2 separate regions of the Sus scrofa genome follow, and region 2 is linked to region 1. Evidence: chromatin contacts called from public HiChIP or PLAC-seq data. All regions are on one chromosome and are shown on one strand. Each heading gives the region's core, a stretch centred on a gene start, on an enhancer-like site or on the middle of the called end of the contact. The rest is flanking DNA. Distances are from core to core; before and after follow the strand shown.

Region 1 (5,492 bases), core at 1,831-4,330:
TGTTTCAGTTCAGCAGTGGAAGAACTCCTGGCCTGAGCTCCACCGGGTCCCCAGTGCTCCCTTGCGGGTGCTGGAGTCAGGCCATGAAAGACGGTCTGCCCTGTTGAGAAGCTAGATAAGCACACTCCACGTGTCCACCATGTGAGGCAGGAAGTGTGGTCAGCACATGTCCCCGGGCTTGTCACAGGACATATTCTTGCATCCCAGGTCATCTGGTTCTCATCACAATCCGGGGTCAAGATGGGGCGGCCTTTATAACCGTGCTAACAGATGAGGAAATGGAGATTCGGGGAGGCACTTACAAAGCCCAGGTCTCACAGTCAGGAACTGTCCAAGCTGTCCGTGAGCCACGCCACCCAGCTCTCCCAGGTCCAGGCCTCACTGGAGAGGCTCCATCCTGGAGGAATGCCTGGGAATTTGCAGAACCCTCGGGAGCCCTACTTCCATTCTCTGCTGAGGGCTTTTAAGCTTAAGATCTTGGATTCTTCTTTTTTTTTTTTCCCCTTTTTAGAACCGCACCTGCAGCACATGGAAGTTCCCAGGCTAGGGGTCAAATCAGAGCTGCAGTTGCCAGCCTACACCACAGCCACAGCAACGCGAGACCCAAGCCGCATCTGCGACCTACTCCACAGCTCACAGCAACGCTGGATCCTTGACCCATGAAGCAGGGCTAGGGATCAAATCTGCATCCTCATGGATACTAGTTGAGTTCATTTCGGCTGAGCCACAATGGGAACTCCAAGGTCTTGGATTCTTTTTCAGATCATTCTGGAAAACTACGCGTACCCTGGGGTTCTTCTGATCGGCACTGATTCCCACACCCCCAATGGCGGTGGCCTGGGGGGCATCTGCATTGGAGTCGGGGGTGCTGATGCCGTGGATGTCATGGCCGGGATCCCCTGGGAGCTGAAGTGCCCCAAGGTGAGGGGTGGGCAAAGGCTGTTGAGGCGGCAGCAGAGGGGTGGCTGGTGGGGAGGAGTGGGAGGTGTGGGGCCCAAAGGGGGTGGGAGGAAAGCTCAGGCTCAGACCTCTGGGGAGGAGGCAGGGCTGAATACGCTGAAATGGGCATGCCAGCAGGCGGATTCCTGGTTGGGACGTGGCGCGTGGCAGGCAGGGCCTGTGACTGCTTTCTTGCCCTACTGTTCAGGTGATTGGTGTGAAGCTGACGGGCTCGCTCTCTGGCTGGACCTCACCCAAAGATGTGATCCTGAAGGTGGCGGGCATCCTCACCGTGAAAGGTGGCACGGGTGCCATCGTGGAGTACCATGGGCCTGGCGTGGACTCCATCTCCTGCACTGGTGAGGAAGGCGGCCACGGGACATGGCTCTCAGGCTGCACTGGGCCTCATGGGGCCTGCAGTCGAGCCATAGAAGCAGTGGATGGCCTCCTGAGAAGCCGCCCAGGCAGTTTAGAGACTTCGGGTGGACACTTTGAGGTAGAGGGGAGACGGTCTAGTCCAAGACTGTCTGAGTCGGGGCCCTTCAAGGATGGCGGGTAGCTGTGGCCGCACGGAGTTAGGCCCTGAACCAGCTTGGCCATGGCCCTGGGCTGCCTTGGGTGATCCAGGAGAAAAATCCACAGAGGGTGGTGGTGGGAACAGGGAATCAGCGCCAGGGCTTGGGTCACGAAGTCGCTCCATTCTTACATCTTGTCTTGGCTGAAGGTGGAGCCCGCTCTCTTCCTTTGAAGGAGAGGCCATCACTTGTTAGTGTCCAGACCCGGGAGAAGCCAGCCCCTTCCTACTCACCACTCCGGGTGCCCTGGTCTCAGTGCCTGGGCCCTTGGAAATCCAGGTAGACCGGGCACGAGCCTGAGAGAGGATTTGGTCCAGACTTCCCCAGGCACCTGCCTCAGCTCAGCTGGCCCTTGTTCCCTCCAGTGAAATGGGGTCACTCTTTAGGTGGTCCTTACTGCCACTGGACAGCTCAGTTAGAAAGTTGGTGGAGTTCCCGTCATGGCGCAGCGGAAACGAATCGACTAGGAACCATGAGGTTGTGGGTTTGATCCCTGGCCACACTGAGTAGGATAAGGATCTGGTGTTGCCGTGAGCTGTGGTGTAGGTCACAGATGCAGGTCAGGTCCGGCATTGCTGTGGTATAGGCTAGGCAGCCGTAGCTCAGATTAGACCTCTAGCCTGGGAACCTCCATATTCTGTGGGTGTGGTCCTAAGAAGCCAAAAAAAGGAAGTTGGTAAGAAGCCAAGACCCATGTCCCCACAACCCGTGAGGCTGGAGTCCTGAGAGCAGTCAGGACATCTGTAACCCTTCAGCTCTGTGGGCGGCTCGTTGTCCAGGCAGTGCACATCATTCCGGTAGTATTGCTGGAAAGAGTGCAGGCCTGCACACCACGCAGAGACCTAGGCCTGCACGCCACGCTTGCATTTGCTGTATGGCCCGGCCTTGGACCTGAGCCGGTTCGCTCACCTGCAGATAGACACAGTAACGACTGGGCAGTCTGGCCAGGTCAGCTTTCATTACATGGCGACAGGTCAGCCAGACCCAGAACTGGAGCGCGGCTTGTAGGGGCTGAATCTTGTGTCCTCCTCACTCCACCCACCCAGTGGCCACTCGGAGCTGGGACACTGAGCTCTGGCCCGTGGCCTCTCTTTACTGGCTCTTGTGTTAACCATGGGCCACAAGGACAGTGCGAGCGAGGGAAAGAATGATGCCAGCTCCCTGGTGTGAAGGCATGTGTGCAGACCTAACCAGGGTGTGGGACCCTCACCAGCTGCTCAGCCAGCCCTGCCCGTGGGCTCTGCTTCTCCGCAGGCATGGCGACAATCTGCAACATGGGCGCAGAGATCGGGGCCACCACCTCCGTGTTTCCTTACAACCACAGGATGAAGAAGTACCTGAGCAAGACAGGCCGGGCAGGTGAGCCAGTGGGGGTCTAAACCAGGGGCCCCCAGACTGGCTCCGAGACGTCCCTCGCGGTCGCTGAGGCATGTGTGCCCTACTGCTCCTGAGCGGGATGTCTGTAGCTCTCAGCTTCTCAGGGTGTGAGGCGGCCGTGCCTCAGGATTGGAATTGAAGTTTCACCTGAAAGGTGTCTGAACACCGGTTCTCCTTGGCCTGGTCCCCAGTGCCCTCTACAGGAAGCTCTGGAAATGACATGGATTTGCTTCTGTTTGTAATTCCTGCCCTAGCGGAAACGTTAGGAACAAGAACACTTTCTCAGCCTTCCCCAACTTCCCTGAGGCTCTAGCTTGGCTTCTTTGAAGCCCAGAGTTGGAAATAAGGCCTGCAGGAGAGATTGCTGGAGCCTCTGAAGAGAGATGAGGGGGAATTGGGGGAGCCCGAGGCCAGGGGGCCCTGGGGAGAGTGTGTCTGTTTCTAAGCTCTGGCACATGGAGTCCTACCTAGAAGGCCCTTCCCTTGTGTTTATATCATGTGACTTCTTTTCCTTTAAAACTCAGTGCTTCTCCGTGTCCCTCTGTTCCTGGGTGCCTCTGTCATACTATGTTGAAACTTCTGGCCGATAGCTTCCTTTCTAGATTGCGATCCCCTCAAGGCCAGGAACAGTGTCCTGTGGTGTTTGCTTTGTTCTTTGTTTTCCCAGCCAGTGCCCAGGGCTCAGGGTTGGGCAGGTGCCAGGTACCTGTGGCTCATGTGGATGGACGGATGGAGGCTTATGACCAGTTTGCTTTACATGCCTCTTTCTCCCCCTTGTTAATTTCAGATATTGCCAACCTCGCTGACGAATTCAAGGACCACTTGGTACCTGACCCTGGCTGCCATTATGACCAAGTGATTGAAATTAACCTCAGCGAGGTGAGGAAGGGAATTGGTTCCAAGGAGCTTGAGGATGGGCGATCAGACCCCGTCTGGGGACTTCTGGTGGGCGCTGGGGAGAGCCAGGGCAGGTCCCTGCCTGTACACCCAGCACAGCTCCTAAGCTTTTGGTTCCCTAGTGTGTCTGCAAACCGCTGCCTGAGTCAGGCACAGTGGAGTGGTAGGGCAGCAGGAAGGCTAGGTAGCCTAGGGGAGAGTAGGGGTGGCGGTGGCTAGTGATTCAGAAACATTTGCCCCCTCTTCAGCTTTAGCAGAAGCCAAGATTTCACTTGAGCTTGCTTTGTTAGAGTTCAGAGGACAAGGCCCCAAATTCCCAGGCCTGAGCCTGGCACCCTGAGACCTGTAGACAGGGCGGCTTTGGAAGGCCAGAGGAAGGGTGGGTCAGAGGAGCAGAAGCAGCGGAGTGGCCAAGGGTAATAATTGCTAACGTTTATTGAACGCTGACTGTGTATCAGGTGCTTTGCTAAATGCTTCACATTGATTAATAAGTATTATCAAATATAGGAATTCCCATTGTGGCTTAACGGGTTAAAAACCTGACATAGTGTCCCTGAGGATATGAGTTCGATCCCTGTCCTTGCTCTTTGGGTTAAGTATCTTGCATTGCCACAAAGTGCAGCATAGGTCCCAGATGCAGCTTGGCTCTTGCTATGGCTGTGGTGTAGGCCAGCAGCTGCAGCTCCAATTTGACCCTTAGCCTGAGAACTTCCATACACTGCAGCTGTGGCCCTAAAAAGAAAAAAAAAAAAAAAAAGGTATCACATATAAAGTATCTGGGGAGTTCCCGTCATAGCTCAGCAGAAACGCATCTGACTAGCATCTATGAGGTTGCAGGTTTGATCCCTGGCCTCGTTCAGTGGGTGAAGAATCCAGCGTTTGCCGTGAGCTGTGGTGTAGGTCACAGACCTGGCTCAGATCCTGCATAGCTATGGCTGTGGTGTAGGTGGGCAGCTAAACTGGTGAATTTAACTGCTAGCCTGGGAACTTCCATATACTGTGGGCGTGGCCCTAAGAAGTATCTGGCCCTTAAGTCTGTGTTTTCCTAAGATTCCAGAAGCACCACAGTATGGGAGAAAATGGGCTTAGGAAGCTGGCAGCCTTGATTCATTCCATCCTCTGCTATCTCCCAGCTGTGTGACCTTGAGCAAAGCATGGCAGCTCTGTCACCTGCAGACTGGGGATAACAGCCTGTGGGGTTGGAGGAATCCCAGGGGCTGGTGCATGGATGGTGCCTGTTGCTCAGGCGTTTCCTGGGTTGAGGTCTGAGCCAGGCGAGCAGGGGTTGGCCTGCCTCCCAGGCCCCGCATGACTTGGTGAGCCCTGAAGAGAGAGGCGGTCCACACACCAAGACCTGCTCTCTCCTCTTGCCTTTTGTCCTTTAGCTGAAGCCACACATCAACGGGCCCTTCACCCCTGACCTGGCTCACCCCGTGGCGGAAGTGGGCAGCGTGGCAGAGAAGGAGGGGTGGCCGCTGGACATCCGAGTAGGTGAGCACCTCCCCCTGCCCAGGGCCAACCCAGGGCAGCGCCCAGTCGCCTGTGCTGACCACAGGGTCCTTCCTGAATGTGCCGGGCACTTTCAGAAATAGTTGGTTTTTTTTTCTTTAAGGCTTTTTGAAGAAACTGTTTTTCTTGGTATAAAACATATGTATACCCGTGTAGAGAAATATTGACAAAGAAGAATTTTAAAATACCCTGGAT
Region 2 (5,492 bases), core at 2,227-4,726, 170 kb before region 1:
AGGCACCAGCCTAGCGATGAGCTAGTGGCCAGCTGTTGTGAGCACCGTTTCCTGGATGAGCTTCTTTAATCTCCTCGTGGCCCTCTCGGTGGACATTGCAATTACCCCCATTTTACAGATGAAGAAAGGGTGGCACAGAGAGGTTAACTGGCCTTGCATGAGCGACAGAACTGAAGGGCAAAGGCGGGCAGTCTGGCTCTTGAGGTGGCCCAGTGGGGGGTGGGTAGGGAAGGCCGGGAGGGAGGGAGGGAGACAGGAGACTGGTGAGGCGGGCGGCGGTGCTGGAGTTCAGACGGCGGAAGGTGTCCTCTGAGGAGGTCTGGCTGCAGCCAAAGCTGGAGGCTCAGCCTGGGTTGATGAAGTGACTGCTGCATGTCAGTTCCCAGGAGCCTCCACAGAAGCCAGCTCCTTTCATCACATTTAATGGCCCATAGAAAACGGGCTCGTTTTCCTTGCTCTGTCATCACCAGCCATGGGGCTCCTTCCCACCTTGTTTATGTCTCCCGGTGAGTCCGTTTCTTTGCAGGCGCCCTGATGGCTTCTGCAGGTGTACTAGCGCTGTCTCCCCATCAGGCTGGGGAGGCCCAGAGGGAAGGGGCAGCTGCGTTTCTGCCTTTAGGACCCATCCGTAGTTGACTTCAGTTCAGCAGCAATTTCTGAGCCGAGAATCAGAGGCTGTGCTTGATGGTGACAGTGGCAGTCGCGACAGCAGCCACCAGGTCTGGAATGTGGCTGCGTACCGACACTGTGCTTGCACTTTTGGTGCTTTCTTTTATTGACTCCGCTTAAGGACTCTTCAAGGCAGGACCGATTATTAGCAGCCCCATTTTGTAGATGAAAAGACTGAGGTTTCAGTCATGGCTGAGGTAGAGCATGGGGTCAGAGGGAGCCAGGCCCGCAGGAGAGATGCCTTCAAGCCATCTCAGTCGCCATGGAACTCTTTTCTCACCTGTCTGGAAACCCTAATTTTCTAACATTTGTATCGTGCTTTGCCCAAGGTCTCTCATTAATCCTCATGATAATCCTTCAAGGTGAGAGAAGTCCCCGCTTTTCAGAAGAAAACCGATGGGCCACCCACTCTTGGCTTCTGCCTGCCCTGTCTGCACTGTGACTCAGAGAGGGAGCAGGGTGTCACATTTCCTGGGCCAAGAACAGTCTTCTGAAGTGCTGGGCTCCGTGGGTGAGCGTCTGCGGAGTCCTTCCTTGACGGCTGCAGGCAGGTCGAGGCTGTGACCCTCATGGGCTTTTCGGAAGCTCAGCTAAGCTCTTGGTTTCTGGAACATTCCATGTCATATCCTGTTCCTGTGCAGGCAGAGGACCGCAGGGCAGGGAGTCCAAAGTCCTGGCTTTCATTCCCAGCTCCAGCACCCCCTCGCCGTGAGCCGGGGCACCACCATCTCATCGCCTTGTCGCAGTCCCCTCGTCTCTGAAAGGGCCTTGCTGATTCCATCCCCTCCGCCCCAGGTTTCCTCTAGACTCAAATGAAGGGACTTTGAAAGCTATAAAGACCACCCAGTGTGAGGTCATGGGTGGGGTCACCTGAAACTCTTTTTTTTTTTTTTTTTTTGGTCTTTTTGCCTTTTCTAGGGCCACTCCTGTGGCATATGGAGGTTCCCAGGCTAGGGGTCTAATCGGAGCTGTAGCCGCCAGCCTATACCACAGCCACAGTAACGTGGGATCCGAGCCACGTCTGCGACCCACACCACAGCTCATGGCAATGCCAGATCCTTAACCCCCTTCACGAGGCCAGGGATTGAACCCACAACCTCCTGGTTCCTAGTCGGATTCATTAACCACTGAGCCACGACGGGAACTCCTCACCCAAAACATTTTAAAACCTCCAGAATGTTCCTGGATCTTCTCCACTGTCCACCTTGGCCTGGACCCCTGCCGTAGCCTCCTAACTAATCTGCCACCTTCCCCTCTTGTCATCCATCCTCAATGCAGCGACCCAGAGGATCTTCTCAAGGCGGGAACGAGACCCTGTCCCTCCGCTGCTGAAAACCTGCCAGTGGTTTCCTGGCACACGCAGAGCAGTGCTGACTGCCCAGCGTGGCCTGCGTGTAGCTCTGTGACCGGCCTCAGCCCGTCCCTTGCACCTTGCTCCCTACATGGCCTTCACGTGCTTGTTCCCAGCTCAGGGCCATTGCCTTAGCCATACCCTGTGCCAGGTGTGCCCTTCCCTTCTCCCATGTTCCCACAGCTGGCTCCTTATCTCTCTTATATGCCACCTGGTCAGGAGGGCCTTCCCCAGGCTCCCGGCCCAGCCCACCCCCATCACGTCCTGGCGCTTTTCCTGTTTGAGTTTCTTTGCGGCTCTTATCTCTGTCTTCACTTATCTCGTGCATTTAACACTGGCCTTTTTATTTATCTTTCCACACATGGACCACAAGCTCCCCAAGGCCAGCGACTTCATTAACCTTGTTCCCTCGGTATCTGGCGGAGCCCAGAGCATATAAACCTGTCCTGTGGTTATTTGTTGAGTAAATGAATAATAGTAGCGGTGTGGTCCAGGGCAGCCCTTGCCAAAAAAGAGCGGCCTAGATAGAAACTGCAAAGAAATTGGTGTTGACTGTTTGAAAAATACTTACATGATCTTTTTTTTTTTTTTTTTTTCCCTTTTTGGCTGCCCCATGCCATATGGAGTTCCCAGGCCAGGGATCAGATCCGAGCTGCAGTTGCAACCCACGCTGCAGCTGTGACAGCGCCGGATCCTTTAACCCACTGTGCCGGCTGGGATTGAACCAGCCACCGGGGCTGCAGAAGAAGCTGCCCGTCATGTTGCACCACAGCAGGAACTCCTTTACAGGATAATTTCGAAAGTTGCCAAGTATTCTCTGACAGTACCCAGTTCAGCCAAAACACAAATTTCTGACCTCGTGTGTGTGTGTGTGGGGGACCATGTAAATCTGCAAAATAGTGGATATCATTAGCTCCATCTTGTAAATGTCAGAACGGAGGTTCAGATTGATATCCTGAAAGCTAGCGTGGGACAGGGCTGGGATTGGAACCCGGCTCCGGGCTCTTTGCACTGCCCCAGTCTGTCTTCAGGCAGTGACGTAGGCAGAGCAGCCCATGAAACTGTCTTGGTGCCCAGGTGGTAGGACCCAGGATTTCTGCTGCCATGAACAGGAGCAGTGACTTCTCAGTTGCTAAAAAAAACCAAAAAGTAAGCAGTCACCCTGAGCTCTGGGGACTCTGGGCAAATTCTGGGTGGTTTTTTTTAAGTATACGCTCCCATGGTTCCCAAGGGTTTTTACAATGAGCTTCTGTTACTTTTCTATTTAAAAAAAAAAAAAAAAGTCATTGTTTCAGTGTCTCCCTTTAGCAGTATAGTGGGCTGGTCTTGATGGGGAAGCTGGCGTAGAGGCTATGCCCCTGGGGAGAGATGTGGGTTTGAACCCTTCTATGTAGATGGGTCCTCAGGTTGTTGGGAAAGAGAAGGACAAGATGAAGAAAGGAAAAGCCCTCTGTAACCGGAATGCTGCAGGCACAAGAGGATTCATGCTTTGCAGCTGTCAGTTTGGCTTGTGGTGGGGCAGTGGGGGAGGCCTGGCGGAAGTTTCTTGAACTTTCGTTTCTATTCAAGGTGGCCAGTTTAAAGAAACAGAGCGCGGCCTGCTGAGGCCTGTGGGCGTCCACAGCAGGTCCATTCCTGGACACGATCCTGGCGGAGCCTGGGGCGTGCCAGTGTCTGCAGCCTTCTTCCTGGGTAGCAGTGTGGCCTTGGGCAGGTCATGGATCCCTCCAAGCCTCATTTAAAAAAACGTTTTGTTTTGCAAGCCTCGTTTTTCAGCGAAACGGGATAATAGCACCGACGGTGAGATTATTGTAGGGATAAATAACAGGATTCCTGAGAGCAGGGCTTCTAAATCCCCTCTGCACCGCAGACCTGCCGGGCAGCCTGGGGAAGCCCATGAATGCCTTCTCAGAACACTCTTTTTAAATAAAGCGAAACACACAAGGTTGCAAAGGAAACCTGTTCTCTTGAACTACAGCTGGGCTTTTTTGACGAAGCACTAACAAATAAGATTTAGCAGCGAGTCTAACCTAAGTGCCGTGATTTCGAAGTTGTGGCAAGCACGAACACCTTACGTCTGCAGTCGCTGACATGTGACAGGGAGAAAAGCTGTGATGTCTTGTCTGACACTCTGGTGGTGCATTGCCTCCGTTCGTAGTCGAGGGGGGTGTTCACTCTCAGGTAGAAGTTAGTGGAAAAATTATAAATGTTCCCCAGACCCCAGAAGAAAGGTCCCAGACCCCTGAATTCTCTCCCTGGGCCCCAGGTTCAAAACCCCTGCCATAGAAGGTACCCGACGGCCAGTAGGTAGTCTCCAGAAGTGAGCTTGGACCGCTCCCTGACCTCCTCGGAGCAGAGGGTGCGTGGGTGGACAGACGGGGCGCGGAAGAACGACGGGGAAGGCATGAGTGCAGCCCTGGAAAGCGGGCTAGGGGGTCAGGGCTGCGAAATGAAAGCCTTCCTGGCTGTCAGTACGTGCCAGGCAGGAAGATGATCTAACCTCAGGTGCTGTTCCCGTCTGCAGGCCGCAGGTGCAGGGGTGGGCCGGGGGCTGGAGTGTGGGTCTAGGCTGAAGGCAGCCTGAGCGGATGGGGGGAGCACTCTTAAGCTGGGAGGTGATGCTGTGTGTGCTCCCAAGGCCAACTGCCAGAGTCCGAAGCCCAGCTCTGCCTCTTACTAATGGTAACCCCGGCAGGTCACGACCCCTCCTTGCGCCTTGGTTTCCTCATCTGTAAAATGGGGATGATAATAGTACTTTCTTAAGGGAGGTTAATTAAGTGGGTGGGTTTTTTGTTTTGTTTTTGTTTGGTTTTTTTTTTTTTTTGTCTTTTTTGGGCTGCATCCGTGGCATATGGAGGTTCCCAGGCTAGGGGTCAAATTGGAGCTGTAGCCGCCGGCCTACGCCACAGCCACAGCCCCGCCAGATCCGAGCTGCATCTGCACCCTACACCACAGCCACAGCAACGCTGGATCCTTAACCCACTGAGCAAGGCCAGGGATCGAACCTATGTCCTCATGGATACTAGTCAGATTCGTTTCCACTGAGCCATGACAGGAACTCCAGGATTAAGTGTCAAACTTAAAGCTCTTAGAAGAACATCTGGGAGGAGAAAGTGCTTAATAAGTGATGATTGAAATCGGCATCGTCACTGTTATTCCAGGACTCATGAGACTCCACCTCCTCAGAATATATTCCTGGGCGCTGTTTCTCTGTGCTGCTCAGAGATGACTCAGATGCAGCTTCTAGCTTCAGGGGGCTCCTAGTTTAGGGAGAGAACGGGGACACGAGCACATGCTTTTTACTGACAAGGATCAGTGCAGCGCCTGTGGTGAGCTGGGGTACTGTGCTCAGTGGGTTTGGGGAAGGAGACCTTCCTGGTAAAGGAGCCACCTCAGCTGAGCTTCAAAGAAGCCTGGGGCGTTAGTTCGTGTTGTTCCAGAAAGAGCGGGCAGCTTGAACAGGAAGCCGGCT

The links. HiChIP or PLAC-seq counts read pairs in DNA pulled down with a chosen protein or histone mark.
Region 2: a contact with region 1 is called in an H3K27ac HiChIP or PLAC-seq map of alveolar macrophages. The contact joins two enhancer-like sites. A contact is called at or near these places in 1 of 5 promoter capture datasets (skeletal muscle), 2 of 47 Hi-C or Micro-C datasets (epiblast stem cells and liver) and 1 of 2 datasets of contacts at active chromatin or transcription factors (alveolar macrophages).

What each region holds. Positions count from the first base shown.
Region 1 is chr5:7,021,074-7,026,565 of Sscrofa11.1, reverse strand. It overlaps ACO2 (aconitase 2), which reads left to right. Exons shown (of 19, transcript NM_213954.1): 5 at 763-921; 6 at 1,148-1,298; 7 at 2,769-2,873; 8 at 3,679-3,770; 9 at 5,174-5,279. Among named protein-coding and RNA genes, the nearest start is that of POLR3H, 24 kb to the right of the region's middle. Within about 2 kb of position 3,080, at least 6 of the 83 cell types and tissues checked have an H3K27ac peak or open chromatin away from gene starts, as enhancers often do. A contact at or near this core is called in alveolar macrophages and liver, where this site is marked.
Region 2 is chr5:7,191,580-7,197,071 of Sscrofa11.1, reverse strand. All of the region lies in intron 1 of ZC3H7B (zinc finger CCCH domain-containing protein 7B), which reads left to right. Among named protein-coding and RNA genes, the nearest start is that of ZC3H7B, 7.1 kb to the left of the region's middle. Within about 2 kb of position 3,476, at least 31 of the 83 cell types and tissues checked have an H3K27ac peak or open chromatin away from gene starts, as enhancers often do. A contact at or near this core is called in alveolar macrophages and liver, where this site is marked.